4 separate regions of the Drosophila melanogaster genome follow, and regions 2, 3 and 4 are each linked to region 1. Evidence: chromatin contacts called from public HiChIP or PLAC-seq data. All regions are on one chromosome and are shown on one strand. Each heading gives the region's core, a stretch centred on a gene start, on an enhancer-like site or on the middle of the called end of the contact. The rest is flanking DNA. Distances are from core to core; before and after follow the strand shown. Region 1 holds the start of lncRNA:CR44655 (long non-coding RNA:CR44655). Region 2 holds the start of Prp16 (pre-mRNA processing factor 16). Region 3 holds the start of CG11095. Region 4 holds the start of AMPdeam (AMP deaminase).

Evidence for each region. HiChIP or PLAC-seq counts read pairs in DNA pulled down with a chosen protein or histone mark.
Region 2: a contact with region 1 is called in an H3K27ac HiChIP or PLAC-seq map of the Kc167 cell line, with 3 times the contacts expected there. The contact joins the promoter of Prp16 here to the promoter of lncRNA:CR44655 in region 1. A contact is called at or near these places in 3 of 107 Hi-C or Micro-C datasets (the Kc167 cell line and the OSC cell line) and 2 of 6 datasets of contacts at active chromatin or transcription factors (both in the Kc167 cell line).
Region 3: a contact with region 1 is called in a Psq HiChIP or PLAC-seq map of the Kc167 cell line, with 3 times the contacts expected there. The contact joins the promoter of CG11095 here to the promoter of lncRNA:CR44655 in region 1. A contact is called at or near these places in 1 of 107 Hi-C or Micro-C datasets (the Kc167 cell line) and 1 of 6 datasets of contacts at active chromatin or transcription factors (the Kc167 cell line).
Region 4: a Psq HiChIP or PLAC-seq map of the Kc167 cell line shows a contact between it and region 1, with 5 times the contacts expected there. The contact joins the promoter of AMPdeam here to the promoter of lncRNA:CR44655 in region 1. A contact is called at or near these places in 4 of 107 Hi-C or Micro-C datasets (the Kc167 cell line and embryo) and 2 of 6 datasets of contacts at active chromatin or transcription factors (both in the Kc167 cell line).

The regions. Positions count from the first base shown.
Region 1 is chrX:13,988,974-13,992,924 of dm6, reverse strand. lncRNA:CR44655 (long non-coding RNA:CR44655) reads right to left here and starts at 2,192. Exons shown (of 1, transcript NR_123901.1): 1 at 1,505-2,192. It also overlaps a transcript of mamo not described here.
Region 2 is chrX:14,199,110-14,203,060 of dm6, reverse strand. Prp16 (pre-mRNA processing factor 16) reads right to left here and starts at 1,699. Exons shown (of 4, transcript NM_132719.3): 1 at 1-1,699. The coding sequence starts at 1,598. It overlaps CG11590, which reads right to left and starts at 2,883. Exons shown (of 1, transcript NM_132717.2): 1 at 2,154-2,883. The coding sequence starts at 2,800. The coding sequence ends at 2,204. yl (yolkless) reads right to left here. Exons shown (of 5, transcript NM_206710.2): 4 at 3,517-3,951; 5 at 3,103-3,439. The coding sequence ends at 3,257. mir-4917 (mir-4917 stem loop) reads right to left here and starts at 3,516; the gene lies at 3,440-3,516.
Region 3 is chrX:13,809,678-13,813,628 of dm6, reverse strand. It overlaps CG11095, which reads right to left and starts at 1,945. Exons shown (of 2, transcript NM_132699.3): 1 at 1,584-1,945; 2 at 759-1,517. The coding sequence starts at 1,870. The coding sequence ends at 953. inaE (inactivation no afterpotential E) reads right to left here. Exons shown (of 15, transcript NM_176727.3): 15 at 2,136-3,951. It overlaps Clic (Chloride intracellular channel), which reads left to right. Exons shown (of 4, transcript NM_132700.4): 4 at 1-658.
Region 4 is chrX:13,844,168-13,848,118 of dm6, reverse strand. AMPdeam (AMP deaminase) reads left to right here and starts at 2,253. Exons shown (of 9, transcript NM_001258730.2): 1 at 2,253-2,767. The coding sequence starts at 2,644. It overlaps mamo (maternal gene required for meiosis), which reads left to right. Exons shown (of 11, transcript NM_132704.4): 11 at 1-2,003.

The DNA of each region.
Region 1 (3,951 bases), core at 943-3,442:
AATTTACACAGGTTTTTGAGTTTTTCGAATTTTGTTGCATGCTTTGCGGCGCTAATACGTGACATTTGAAAATCCTGCAGATTTCTCATAGAAAATGTTCAATTTTCTAAGAACTACATTATTCTGATTCTGTTCTGTAATTGTTGGTGTCATATAAGCTTATATAAGCAGATCAAATCTCTTGATGTTTCTCAGCCAGATGTTGAAGGGTATTCGAGACTCCAATGAATGTCCTGCCAAATCCGTGCGCCTCGTGTTATTCTTGTTGCTTCTGTTGCTGTTTTTTTGTTTGGGGTCGCGTTCGTCGTTTTTGTGAGTGCAACAGACTTGGCTTAGAGTGGATGGGTGGTTGGTTGGTTGGGTGGCCTAGTGCGGTGGCGGGGTGTTGGATGGGCTGCAATGTGGGCGGCTGGGCGGCCGACGGGAACAAAGGAAACCCTTGGCAACGCAGGGCCAACAAAAAAGAAGCAGACACAAAAAAATATCAAGAAGAAGATGTGGCAGCAGCTACATAGATGAACAAGAAGAAGCAGCATACGAAGCCGCCGAGGTCGAACGAAAAAGGACGAAGTCCTGTTTGTGTGGGTGCAAAATTGCGTCCTGTGGGCCGTTTGTTTTGCTTTTATCCCCCTCCTTTCGGCTTTTTTTCTTGTTGTTTTTTTTTTTTTTTTGGCTGGTGGGTTGGTGCAACATAGGCTGAGTTGTTGTCGCCTTTTTTGCACGTGGTTTTTCGTTGTTTTTTTTTTTTTTTTTTTGGAGTCAATGTCTGGCACCAGTTTATTTGAGTGTTTCTCTCCACGTTCCACTGTCAGTGTGCGTTGGTGTTTGTGTGGCGACTGCGTGCAGACGGAAAGGTCCTGGAACCCAGCCCCCAACCCGCAAAAGCCGCCCCCTCCATCCCCGCAGCGACCATTCGCCGAATGCGTTCTTTGCGACCGAGAGTCGTCGCATTTTCGATTTTATTGAGCAAACAACGAATTTCTAAATAAAAACAAAAGCAACGATAAAAGTGCAAAAAAATATAAAAAAAAAAACAAGAAACAAACAAGAAAACCGAAACAAAACAAAGCAATGAAAGTGTGGTGGTCGTGGATTTTTGGCAACTAGCAGATTTCGGCGAAATTTATACATATGTATATTTATGTACATAGCTGTTGGGCAGCCAAAAGTAAGATCATTGCGGGGGGTTGCAGTGAAAAAGGGTTTATTTTAGGGGTCCTAAAAACAGCAAAGATCACTATGCTAAATTCGAAATGTTAAAAGTTGTCACAACAAAGATTTTGGGCATTATTATGCATTTTTCCAAACTAAAAAGGTTGTACAATTGGTTGCCACATTTGGGAAATTGAATGAATATCATTTCCAATAGATTCCTAACATTATTTCTTAAAATAAAACAACTAATTCGTTTTTAACAAGAACTGGAATATTGAAATAGTGCAATTATTTGCCTATAATTTCTATGTACAACTTCTAAAAGTTGCAGATCGCCACTTTGCTTGGTTTTTTTTTTTTTTAATAGGTGATCCAGAACCGAAATAAGTTATATTTCAAAATTTAGTGGCTGCAAGTGCGATGGTAGTTAAATATACACAAATGTGATTAATTACAATAATCGGCAGAACCTTTTCATCTATTTTCCCAAAAAAGCGCGCACATTTTTTTCGCAAATTAATTCTTGTTCCACCCAATTCGTTTCTAATTTTTGTTTTTGTTATTTTTTTATTTGTTGTTTTTTTTTTTTTGCAAACCCAATGCTTGCTGAGTTATCTTCTTGTGCTGCTTCTTCCTCTTAATTTTTTTGCTCACTTAATTTATGTATTTTTTTTTGCGCCGAGCTTCCATGTGTGCGAATTCTGGGCAGCAAAAAGTTGAAATAAAATAAAGCGGATCTCTCGATGAGTGAAAGGGCAGGAAGAGGGGAGCGAAAGAGAGAGCGGCGAAGCAGGTGTATGTGTATTTGTGTGCGGGAGCGCTGATAAAAGCGAGCGAAAAAGAAGCTACAAAAAATTCGCAACAAAAGAGAATTTGCAAAAACGAAGAATTCGCATTCGCGAGAGAGCAACTCTCTTTTCCTTTGCATGTCATCTAGTGTGTGTGTGTGTGTGTTTGCTTCGTTGCGTGGCCATTTCGCTTTTGGCAACATGTTGCGCGCAACATTTATTCGCAAAAAATTCGCGATCTCTCTTCCACTCTCTCTCTCTCTCTCTCTTTTGGCGAAACTCTGACCAATGCAGCTCGGATTTGTATGTGTGCGTGTGAGTGTGTAGTTTCTTCGTTGCCAATTTTTTATTTTCCTTTTTCGCAAATTTTTTTTTATTTTGTTTGCCTTTGTTTGGAGCGTTCTGCCGGCGTCGCTGCCGACGTCGCCGCCGTTGTTGTCGTTGTTGCCCCGCCGCAGTCGCCAGTTGGTCCGTTCATTCGGTTGTGTCGTTTGCTCCTCGTCGCTTGGTGTGTGAGTGCAAAAAGCGATGAAAAATCGCAAAAAAGTCGCGAAAAAAGCGCTGAAATTCAAACAAAAAATAAACTCTGAAATATATTTCAAATTAACTACGAAAATCGTTATAACATAAAGCTAAAACCTATTTTTTTTTACTGTGCCAAAGTTGATCAAGAATTTATTGTGAATTTTATTTTAGTGCGATCTTTCCACACAAAACTCTACATACCCCTTTCTCTTTCTCTCTTCGTTCTGCCAAAAAAAAAAAATATATATATATATATGTATATATATATAAATAAAATTAAAATTGTCTTAATTTTGCGGCTAAGTGCTGGAGAAAATTTGCTTGTGAAGAGCATATAAAATAGTTCCCGTTCTTTCATAGAATTGTGCAGTTTAAAATTTTTTCTTAATTAAGACTGTTGCCAGCGGAATATATTTCTTATCTGTGTGCAATATTTTACACCTTAGATCATCCAGTTGGGGCCTAAATATTATATATATATTTTAACAACAATTCTACTTCAATGCCCATCAAAATTTGGCTAGATGTGTAGATCAAATGACTGCAAGGCAAAACGAATCTTGAATCTTTTTGGATTATTTTGTATTTTTTATAAACTTCTTTCTTAAACAAATATTTGTTGGCATCATTGTAAATTAATATATATATGTAACACTATTATTTTAATAGAGTTTTTCAATTTGTGATATTGAACCGAAAGTTACTAAATAGAACTTAAAATGTATGCATACTTGGAAATTAATTTTTCCAAATTTAATACATTTAAAACATTTCGCATGCTCTTGATAAGCAAAATGCTCGATTAAAAATTTAAATTTAAATATGGCAAGAATGCTTCAAAGAGTAATTTTTCAAAGTAAAAAGCTTGAAAAGTTCTTAAGCTCTATATAACCTTTAAAAAGACGGAAAAACGATGCTATATATGATATTTTTTTTAGGTATATAAAAAAATCCTTTTTAACTACATTTTTAAAATTTATAAAAAAAAAAACTCTTGTAAAATTGCGAAACTAAATTCTTTAAAATATTCAAGATCAAATTTCCGCAACTTGTGTTAAACCAAAAATCACATATAATTTTGCCCGAAAAAATCCTGGAAAATGTGTGCTAGAAGATTTCCTACCTTACTTGCCGTTAAACACATTGATCTTGAAATAGTTGACAGCGTGGCGGATTTCCACTCAATCTTGGCCAGAGTTTGAGTTCTATTCCTCTTCCTTTTCCTTTTGGCGGCACGGCTCTCTTTTGGGCCGAAAAGTAGCGGCCTCTTTGAAGGCCGAGTGCGAGAGAGTTTCGCGAACTGCAACGTCGACGTCGACGCTGGCAGACACACACATGCAATGCGTTTTTCGCTTTTTGCTCCACTCTTTTCGGCCTTTTCGCTCTTTCGGAGCGAGGTTTTCACTCGCGAATTCGAGTGAAGTTGCGACCACTATATTTTTGCGTTCTGCTACTTCTTCTCCTTTTTTTTTTTTTTGCATTC
Region 2 (3,951 bases), core at 450-2,949, 210 kb before region 1:
AAGCGGCGCTGCTCCGAGATGGTCTTTTTGCGCGAGAAATCGCTCTTGCCACCCGTATCCTGGTCGCGCATATGGTCGGCGAACTTCTGATCCTTGCGATAGTCGGCCTTGTCCTTCTCCTTGTCGAAACGCATATCGTCCTCGTCCTGCGGCCGCTGTACACCCATAATGTTGCCCAGCTTGGTGCCGCTCAGCTCCCAGTGCTTCTTTTGCGCCTTGCGCCGCTCCTTTTGCTCGCGATAGTTGCGCACCAGGGCGCTGCCCTTGCGCGCCAGCAGTGCCATATCCGAGGTGGGATCCTTGACGGGCACCACCGGCTCCGGTTGCTTGGTGAACACGATGCGGCCGTCGAGAAATGGCGGTATTATGTGATGCACCAGGAGATGCACTCGCTCCAGCGCCTCCTCATCGAAATCGTCGTTGACGCTGATCAATGTGACCACGCCCGAGGTGAGCATACGATTGCGCTCCCACAACTCGTTGTCACGGTTATTCTGGCGCTGCTGAGCGCTGATTCTCTTTGTTCTCTTCTGCTCCAGCTGCTCTTCGCGCTTGCGAAAGTACTCGGAGTTGGGGCCACCGAATGGATTGTTCTCATCGTCGTAGCCCTCGTCAATGTTGTACCACTCGCGGTCGAGGCGACGCTGCTCCTCCTCCCACAGATCCAGCGATTCGGGATCCTCGCCCCATGGCGTTGCGCCGCTTCGCTTGCGACCGTGTGCCCACTGATTGTAGCGATGCGCTGGCGTTGGCCGGACAGTGTCATCCTGGCGTCCGTGATTACGCCGACTGCCGCCGCTCCGCACTGACCAATCACCCGACTTGTTGCCATGGCGTCTGGGCGTTGGCATATCCCAGTCCGACTTGCGCTGTCCAAACTCGCCGTCCTCGTCGTCCCACGAGCTATTGGATATGCCACCGCTGCTGCCGCCTGGTGTTCCCGGCTCACGCGGCGTATGGACACTGCGCTCGGACATGGAGCGATCACGATCACGATCACGACCACGATCCCGATCCCAGCTGCGGTGCCGATCGCGCTCCCTTTCTCTGTGTTGGCGCCGGTCGCGGTCACGATCCCGATCTCTGTCCCGGTCCCTGCGTCGGTCACGATCCCAGTCGCGATCCCTGTCCCTGCCCTCTGCCGCTGTGCTGCTGACTGGGCCACGTTTTCTGTCCCGCTGGATGTGCTCGCGCAGACGCTCGCGTGCCTTCTCGGAAACGCCGCCGGTGTGCGAGGGTGTATCGTCTTTGTGCTCGCGCAGCTGGCCGCGCAGCTTTTCGAAGCTCTTGGTGTCCGGTTTCTTGAAGGCAAACTCACTGGAAGCGCCAGAGGCGTTGGCCTGCGGCGTGGAGCTCCCGCCGCCGGTGTCATCGAATTCGCTGTCCTTGAAGGAGATCAGTCGCTCGGATCGCTCCTTTTCGGCCCGTCGCTTGGCCGCCAGCTTGTCCAGGCCCAACATCGATCCCTGCGGCACCTTGAATCCACCGCCACCGCCAGCGCCGGCATCCTTGGGCTTCCGGATGACCAGGCCGCCGCGCGTCTCCTGGCCAGCGGTGCCCTCCAGCCGATGGACACCCGACTCGTCGTCGTCGGACATCCTGTTGTGCTGGTTAGTCTGTTGCTCCTTGGCTATTTCGCGAGTCTTGCTCGTTGTCGCAAAAACGATTCATTCGCGTTGGCGTTCTTGGGCACAGCTGATCGGCGGGGCTGCCATCCCGCTAAAAAAAAAAATGCTGGACAGCAGTAATGCCACTCTGGGTTAATTGTCGTTACGAATTTACATTTTATTCTAATGCAGAAAATTAGTTTTTAAATACTTACTTTTAAATATTATTTAGCTTGAAATATTTATGTGCATGTGCGCAACTGTAAAATTATATCTATTTCGTTTTTCCACTTATTATTTTCTTTGTTGCATTTTGTTTTGTTTAATTTATTGGTAGAACTTGTAACCGCATAATAAGATGGTAAGTTGTATTTGAAATGGAATAACTAAGCTTTATATATTGCAAGATACAATAATTATGATTATGTGATCAAATGTCCATTTCCATTTTCTCAAAACATTTAAATTACATTAAAAGTTTACAGCTAAACAAAGAGTGGCAATGCTAGAAAATAAAGCCCTTGTTAATTTTTAAAAAAATAAATTAATTTTCCAGATAACCGTTTTATTTCCATTAAATGGACTGCAAATTGAATTTAGTCTTTGCTCTCGGCCTTTGTGGGAACCGTCTGCGCGATCCAATCGAGATACGGCGGATTGCCATTCTGGATGGGCAGCGCGATGACCTCGGCGACGCTGTAGGGATGATTCTCGCGGATGAACTTGCTCAGATCGTCGATGCGGCTGGTGCGCGTCTTGATCATCAACAGATATTCGGAGTCCTCGCTAATCTCGCCTTCCCACTTGTAGATAGACTCGACTTGGGACACAATGTTCACGCATGCGGCCAATTTCAACTCAACGATGCTGCGGCCCAGCTTTCTGGCTGACTCCCGATCCGGAGTGGTCACAAATGCCACCGAGCTGCTGCCCGACTGATAGGCATTGCCTGTCGCCGCTGATTGTTGCTGGTCGCCCATTTTGGAGCATTCACTGGAATTGGAATTCGAATTCGAATTGGTACTGGAACTGGCGTTGGCGGCACTGGAAGAGAAGCAACAACTTTTGTGACTGCTCGCTGTGGCGAATGCCGGCGGGTTGGCGATGGCGGTGGTGACGCTGGCAGCGATCAACAGGTTGCGCACCAGCGACCAGCGAAGGGGCAAGCAACTGGCGGAGATGCGATATTGCATTCAGATGCACTTTGCACGGTGAAAAGCAAAACAATAATGAAACAAAAAACCAAGTGCCACAGTCGGCGGCGTTGCCAGACATTCCAGTCAAATGCGATGTTTAACATTAGGGCTCCTGCGCACGAGACAAGTGGGATTAACATAAAATGTAGTATTTTAGGTATCTATGTTAACGGTATTTTTTTTCTTGAAGAGAAAAGTAACGGTTCGTTTTTTAATAGATTTCAAAACTATAAAAAATAAACAAAAAAAAAAACTTTTTCGGGCCACAAGATGCCATTTAAAAAAAAAACGCATGTGTTCGATTTAGTTTTTAATATTTTGCTAGCTATATAAACTCCAATCACCGATTAACATTTAAATACAATATCATTTTAACGCTACAATAAATACATAGATATAATAAACAGCAAACAGCAGCAATAATAAAATAAATAAATAACCACTGCCACTCATTTACGACACAAATCGTGCATTCGCATCATTGCCTGCGTAATTTCCCCCGAACTGTCCGGCTGATTTGGCGGCATCGTCGTCCATGTCAGCCACCAGGATGTCCGGCACCTGCCGCCCAACTCCGCGTCCGCCATCGCCATCGCCTCCGGCCCCACCTCCGTCCAGCGCATGTAGTTTGCTTTCCTGTTGAGCAGACGATAGTAGTAAGGGGGCAATCGTCACATATCTTCCACGGCCATCTGACCCCCATCGCTACTCACTCTGCTGGGGCTCTCGAGAAGCAATTCCTGAGCCATCGGATCGCCGGACGCCGACTGTCGTGGACGGAGCAGTCGCTGGAGCGCATTCGGCACACTAAACTGCTGAGCCGCGAACGAGGACGTGGCGCTGGTGGTGGTGAATGTGTCGTTGCTGCCGCGGCTGGACACCGTTCCCGTTTCCGTGGTGAAGCCGACTCCCGCCTCGGCGCGTTCGTGCTCCAGGAACGCTTTGGTGCCGCCGAGCGTCGCCAGCGGATTCTGGAAATGCATGTTAATGTTGAGATCCGTGTGGCCGCGCTGCCGGTACTGATAGTACATGTACCCGAGTCCGGCGATCAGTGATCCGGCGGCTAGGACGAACAGTGCCATCAGCCAGTGAAAGTGACCGTTCTGCTCGTGTTCATGTTCCAATTCCAGGCTGTTGACCGCACCCAA
Region 3 (3,951 bases), core at 696-3,195, 180 kb after region 1:
ACTCTGAGGACTATACATAGATGTATACTTAACGGATATAACTACCCATGCATATATTATATATAAATATATATATAAACCTACTATATATAACAAGCATAACAACAAGTGTTCTTTAAGCAGCCGCGTTGCCTTTCTTCAGCTATGCTTAATTTAAACCCCATTTGGAAAAAAAAAAAAAGAAACACCAGCCACAATCTATCGAGAAGGCTTTGACTTACTTGGCCCGCCTGCATGTTTGTTTGCTTAATTAATATTAAAACATTTGTGTTTGACATACAGATGTCCACAGGCAAACGCATGAATATAATTACGTAGCTCGCTGTCAATTAAAATGTATCGATCGCCTGAAGGAGCGCTTCCCGTTCCTTTAAAATGTTTATTTTAATTTATAATTTTTTATTCTGCAAGGAGCTTTTTTGTTGTATTCGAAGACAAATCTTTTTTTTCTATTGCAAAATTATGATTTTGAATTTTTTTTTGCTCCCTGGCGAAAGTTTTCCATTTTGTTCGCTTTTAATTTTTATTTAAATATTTTATTTTATCATAACAAGAAAAACAAAACAAAAAAAAAAAAAAAGAAAATTAGAGGAGGAAATGAAGAGTATTTTTTGTATTTAAGTGAAAATTACAAATAAAAAAAAAACACAAAAAGACAATTATTGCCTTTTACTTAACATGTTCATTTCATGATAAGCCTTATCAAAGATATAAATCATTAAATGGCATCGTCTTAGCTCGAATAAAGAGCTCCTCTTCGATTTCAACATAATGGTCAACAGTTTTATTATAAATCTCTCCGAGAATTAACAATTAACGCGTACACTAAAACAAAGAACACCATCAGAATTGGCCAATTGTTCGGTTCGAGCGAAGCACATTTGGCCCAATCACAGTACCAGATTGTTGCTAGCCTGAGTAGGATTACGGTCGGCGGATCGCGGATGTCTCGTCAGGTGCGCATCGAGGGATCCCCGGCGGAGTGCTCGCGATGATGCGGCAGCTTGGGCGGTAGCTTAAAGGGCCGAATGAACTTGATGTTCGTCTTGAGGCAATCGGGCAGCAAATTGGGTGGCAGCAGGCAGTGCAGGAAGAGGTGCGTCAGATAGCCGGTGATGCCCCAGATGCGATAATGGTCTACAACAAATACTGGACCGCTGTAGCCGCTACGAAACTGTGTGTGCCTGGTGGCCTTGGGCAGCATTAGCGAAGTGAGCGGCACACTAAACGCCTCCTCCACCTCCTCCCAGTTGAGACGCAGCTCGGAGAGGCTAAAGTCCGGCACCACGCCCACCACTGGCACAATCGACGAGGTCCTCGGCAGCTGTAGCTGCTTGGCCTCGCCCCACACCTGGATGCGATGGCGCGGTAGGCCGATCTCCTCCTCTGTTTCGCGCAGCGCACAGTCCACGTAGCTCGAGTCGTGATCATCGCGCCTTCCGCCCGGAAAGGAGATCTGAAAGCTGTGGCTGCGCAGGTGTCGCGATCGTCGGGTGTATAGTAGGGATATTTCATTCCTGAAAGAGCAAAGCGATGCAGCTTATTCAAATGGTCGCATTCCTAGTTTAACTGGCTATACTGACGTGCCGCGCTCCTGGCAGAGGGCGATAAGAACCGCGGATGTCTGCTTTTCCCGGCGACTGGGCGTGAGCGCCTTGGGACGCGGGAATGCCGGCAGGCTGCGCATCTTCTCCATGCACCTGCGCTGCGATTCCGGTCCGAGGAGCTGGTCGGCAGTGATCGACTGGTCGACATCCGGCGGTTTCGAGGACGTGGCGGATGCGGCGCTTGAGCAGGAGGTGACCAGATGGCGGTTCAAGTGCAACAGTAGCTGCGGCACTGTGCGACTCGCCTGGGCAATCAGGGACATCGTTTTTGGCTATAGAACACCGAATCGAGCAATGATGTAAACAAATGCGAACGCAACGAACTTTGGAATTGGACAAAAAACCAAAACAGAGCCGTTAACAGCCGATAGTGTACTGTTGTGCGCCACAGTGAGCTGTTAGCGGTTAACAGTGCGGTGAACTCAACCACTTTCAAAATACCATATTCCAACTAAGCAAAAAACCGTTACACTTTAAAGTTTGAAGTTTTTTGTGCCATTTTCCTAATCAACGACATTACAGAGTATTCATTTTTTAAAACGTTTTATTAAAATTTCTCGTCGCTTGGGGCTTGGCTGCACAAAAAAATATATATTTATATATCTGTATATAAATATACATATTGCATTTAGTTAATAGTAAACGCTTGTGTGTTAATGCTAAATGTTGTTCCTTAGGTAATCGGTATGCAAAATGTTAGATTCCTTGTGAGTTCCTTTAATTTGTAATCAACTGGTTTTGTGTATGTATCGCTTGTGTGAAAGCAATGGCAACGGCATAATTGTCGACTTTGGGCTGAAATCGCATCTGTGTGTCCAGGTGAAGGTACTGCTTGCAACTTACAACTATTAAACGTTACTTTCGTTATTGCCGGCAGCCTGTTTGGCTGCCAATCCTCCGGCGGCCACGCGCGTGCGGGTAAATTTACTAATGGACGTGGGCGATGCGGAAGCGGAGGCGACAGCGGCAGCAGCGTCCAAACGGAGACTATTCCCGGCCGGATAGACGCAGCCCTTGGCCCGACGTCGTCCCGCCGGAGAGCCGGTACACCTATCACCGATTTGTACTAGGCTAGGCAGATCCTCGCTCCGGGAGAAGACGAACTCCTCGGACGAGAGCCGTTTCCTCACCCGGCCACCAACCACATCCGGTCGTTTGCCATTGCTGAGCGGCGATGGTGAGGCTGGGGCCACCAAAGCCGGTGTCTCTATCGCGCTGCCACCGCCAAGAACGGGAAAATGCGATTCCAACACGCCGGGCCGTATGAGTATCTCCTCCAGGTGGTTGCCAGACGCCCCAGTGCCACCGTTCTGCCGAGCCGGTGTGGCAAACTGTTCCAGCGATGAGCTGGCACTGTAGAAACTAGTATCTGTGGAGCCCAATCCCATGGCGGCACCACCACAACCCCCGGAAATCTCTGTGCCGCACTTCCCGTGCTCCGAGCGAGTACAGCAGCCACGCTGGACATCCCGATCGCAGGGACAGTGTGGACACAGTCGCAGGCAGTCCGCGTCCGTCAGGATATCGCTATCGCTGAATGTCAACTTCTTGGCGGGCTGCGTTTGCCTCGTCGCATCGGGATCCCCGTCCAGCGGATCGGCGGACTTGGAACTCTGCACCGCATTGGCACCGTGCGGCAGCTGCAATCTCTGTAGGCTGTGGGCCGACGCAGACTCAAAGCTATCGTCGCTGGAGTCCAGACTATGCGCCGCTGGCGATTGATCCGGAAAGATGCGCGGAAAGGTGATGAACACACGACCCAGCCGTTTGTACTGATCCAGATTTCTGGTGTCCTCTGCACAGCCAGCAAGATTCTCGCTGAACTTGGGCGCCCGCCTCATAACCTTGGGCGTATGCAGCTGCGACTCGAAGATGTCCTCGAGTGGCACCTTCGGACCGCCAACGCCCACGCCCATGTGCTGCAGATAGCGCTCAATGCTGTTGGCCAGGCTAATGGGTACGCTGGTTCGCGAGGAGACGCTCGAGATCTCGGACAGCGTTTCGGGACTGGCCAGTGGGGCCAGGCCATACCAGTCGTCGTGCAGTAAATCCACTCCAGGTACCGCACCAGCATCCGAAGCTCTACGAAGGGCCTGGACTTGGGCCAGCGGCAGAGAACGTGGCTTTTTCTCGGAGTGTTGACGACCGAGCATGGACCTCTCCGGCAGCGTTGGCGGCGGAGTGAGCGCCATATCGAAGGCCACCGCCTTGAGCCGTTGTGGTATGGCAATCTCCTCAGCATCCGGTTCCGGATTAACAATCACTGTAGCCGTCGTCTCAGCGCTAATCAGCGAGGGGCTTTGCCGCAGCGCCACTGTGGCCAGGCTGTCGTCCAGAGCACTTG
Region 4 (3,951 bases), core at 1,004-3,503, 140 kb after region 1:
AAATATGGGTGCGAAAGGTGGAAAGGGAATTAATGGAACCAATTCGAGACGCATCGCGTCAAGTTTAAGGTTTACAGATGGGACTTAGAAGCAATGTTAGTTTAGGCGTGGCAGGGCGTAGAGTTTGGTGCATTCGCACAGAGTTGTAATTATTTTTGTGATAAAATCCGAAGCGCAATTTTTTTCTCCAACTGTATGGTAGGTTAGAGGTCTGTACATAGGCGGGGTGGAACGGGAGAGAAAGAGAGAGAGAGGGGGTCTGGGGTCATGGGTTAGGGGTCAGGTGGGTTGAGTGTATGTTTATGAAGGTGCTACGAACAAAGACGTAATTGAAAATGTGATACAGTTTTTTCCTTAACCTATTTATTGAACGGTACGCAGAGCAGGGGACGGAAACGAAGGCGGAGGAAACGGAAATGGTACGGGAACGGAAGCGGAAACAGAAACAGAAACAGAAAAACGGAACGATAACGGAAGCGGAAGGAGCTTAGCAATATGCTTTACAAGCAAACAGATTTCTATTCTACAGTTTTAACGGTTTTTTACGGGAAATGTGAACGGAAAGCGTAGTGGGTTATTTTATTCGGTTCAATTCAACCTTACTTCGTTGACACAGAAAATCGAGACACCACAGATAAAAAAAAAAAACGAAACAAACCGCAACCACAACAAAAACAGAAATCAAACAGCAGAAAACGGTCAGAGATGTATTGGGGAAAATTGTAAAAAATTTACACTTTAGGAAAATCTCTAAATTTTAAGCTTTCGGTGTTTTTAAACCAAAAATAAAATTAACAAAAAAAGCAAAAACGGAAAAGGAAATGCAAAAAAAAAAATACAATAAAACAATGGCAAAACGTATAAAATTAACAAGAACAAGAAAAATTAGCGAAAACACACGAAAAATTTATATATATACATATATATTTCGATATTTAAAACTTCATTCGGAAAGAAAAGCAAAAAACATTAACAATTTTGAGCAAACTCTCGGTGTTTTAAAATTAAGCGCATGCAAAGCCACATTACACTAAAAAATTAACTAAACCCAGAGTAAACAAAATAATAAGTTAAGCAAACAGACGTAAACCAAAAACAAAAACCTCTTTCACTTTCGTGTCTTTGACTTAAAACCAAAAAACTAAGGCGACAAAATAAGCAGAAAAAAAAACCAAAAAACAAAAAATATTAAGCATATTTTTAAAATGTAATTTAGCACAAAAACAAAACAAGACAAAATCAAAAAAAAAAACCAAAAACAAAGCGAAAACGCAAAAAAGAAAACACAATTTTTAAACTACCAACGTATTGATGTGTATTTGATAACAAAATCAAAATTGTAATGAATTGAACAGGACATAAATGGAAAACCAAAATATTTGAAATGGAACTAATCAAATTAAATGAACCATTTTTTTTCACATCTCTCAGATATTTCGAATCTTACGTTTTTCGGTTTCGAATTCGAATCTTGCGTTGAGAACGATTTAGAAGGAAAACTTTTACAAAACTACGAAATGCAATGCCTGCCAAAGAATTAATGTTTTTAATGCGAAATGCAAAGGGAAACGATAAACAAATATTACTTATATGCAACCAAACAACAACAACAACAACAACAAAAGTTCAATAAAGCCGTTCCAATAAAATGAAACCAAGTAAAAACTGAGAACTAAAACAAGCAACAAAAATCAAACTTGTTCGGAGATCTTTTGCGTTTCCTTATACAAAGACATTTACGACGACTAAACCAAAGAAAACCAAAAAAAAAAAAAGAAAAGAAGGAGAAACACGAACATTTTTTTTTTTTGCCACTCAATTAATGAATGCAAAAATTAAATGTGAAAATCAAGAAAAAACTATTTGTCGTGTACAAGTAAACTTATTTGTATTCCACTAGTAAAGTGAAATGTTTATTGGTTTTATTTTATGAAACAAAACAAAACAAAACACCACCATTTTTATGCATTACATTATAAAAAGAAACAACAAGCAAATAAAATACATTTAAAAAAAAAAAACAAAATTTGTTTTAGCTAACACAAAGTAGGGGGAGTACTGCAAAGTTCAATTGAGTTGAACAAATTCAAATTTAAGCGCGCACTTAACCAGTGCTGTCGGATGTGTTTAGTTGCACATATAAATAATGCTGGTTCATGTCCTCGCTTTCCGTAGCGAAACGTAAGCTTACGCTGTAACATTTGCAAGCTCAATCGCTCGTGCTCTGGTCACACTGCGAGCTGGCTCACAAATTTTAGTCGCAAAAAAAAATTCGCACTGAACAGAAGTTATTCGCCAATTTAATTACAATCGCACACGAAATAGCAGTATTATTGTTCTTACCACCGTTTGTTGTGGTTGTTGTTTGCATTTTATTCTTTTTTTTTATAGTGTTTTACCATCGAGTGTGCGTAAGAGTATCAAAAAAAAAAACAAAAAACTTATACAGATAGCGCGATAGGCAATTAGTTTGTGGAGTGCAAAACTCGAAAGTTTCTGCGCGTATTTAGCCTGCGTTTTCGAGTCGCAACATCTGCGTGGATCCATCCGGAAGGTTCCGCAGGCTCCGAAAGAGGCTCGTTTTCGAATTCCAGCCGTAGTTGGAATCGAACCCGGTACAAAGGACATCGCAAGCGCCGGGCTATGCAGAGCTACGCGGACGCACTGAGTGCCAAGGGCTATCGCAGCTTCGGATTCGATACGGACATGGAGATGGACATGGACATGGGCTGCACTACGATGCGGCGCATCGAGAAGCGCAAAGGCGGTAAGTGTCTCACTGTGGGCGTGGTTGTTTAGGTGTAGAGGGGGGGGGGGGGGGTGTTGGTTGCAAGCAAGATGATCGAATTTGTAAATGTCGTGCAACAATTTTTGAGTAACTTCCCTTTTCTACTTTTAGTTGGTTTATCTTGAAATTGATCTAAAATTACACTAGTTAAAAGCATATTTAGTTCAAATTATTGTAGTTTAAATTGCAATAGCAATATCTTCGAACAATGGAGCATTTGTTCGTCAATATATATTGCCAACTCATCTGCATATTTATTGCATTTTGTGTGCAATTTAATTTGTGGCATGCAGTGTACATTTAAATTGCATACTGCACTATTGCGAAGCCAAAACAATTTGATTGGTTTCAAAAGAAACCAATTTTCGCCGTTCTCATTTTGCATTTATTTTGCATTACAAATGATTAACGAAAACAGTGGCGTAGTGGCAGTCATGTTTTTAGCGGTTATGTTGTATTTTAGTTTCGCTTTTGTGTTTTTAAAAATACGCGCTAATTTCTAAAATAATGATGATTGCATTTATTGTGTAGTTGAACTGTGTTCCTCGTACGTGAATGTTTACAGGTTACAGGGTGCATTTAGATGAGGGACAGCTTCTGACCCCCGACCACGCCCCTTTTCCATTGCGCCCCTGCGAACGTGTGTGTGAAATGTATGCCTATGTGTGTGTGTGTGTGTGTGTGTGTCGGATGCATTGACTTTTGCGCCTTCGTTTACCTCGTTTACTGGTCATCGCCGTGAAATATTTCCACTTCCATGTCCAAAGAAACTCACTCTCACCCACACACAGCGTGCATGCGTGTGTGTGTGTGTGTGTGTGTGTGTGTGTGTGTGAGTCAGTGTGTGTGTGTGTGTGTTCGCAGTGACATGCAATTATTTTAATCAGTCGGCAAGAAAAAGGCGTGCTGGTAACTGTGCATAAATTATCTGGCTAAAGTACACTATGCATACTATAGTTTGTCCATTGATGGCGATGATAATGCTGATGATAATGATAATGTCCATGTGGATGATGATGGGGTGTTCCTTTTGACGACGAATCCCTTTTGCTGTTTTTCAATTATCTTTGTCTTTCTTTTCCATTGCACAGAGTTGCATGTCAAGCTGTACGTGTGTGTGTGTGTGTGTGTTGCGTGCGTGTATGTGTGTGTGTTGGTTGGTG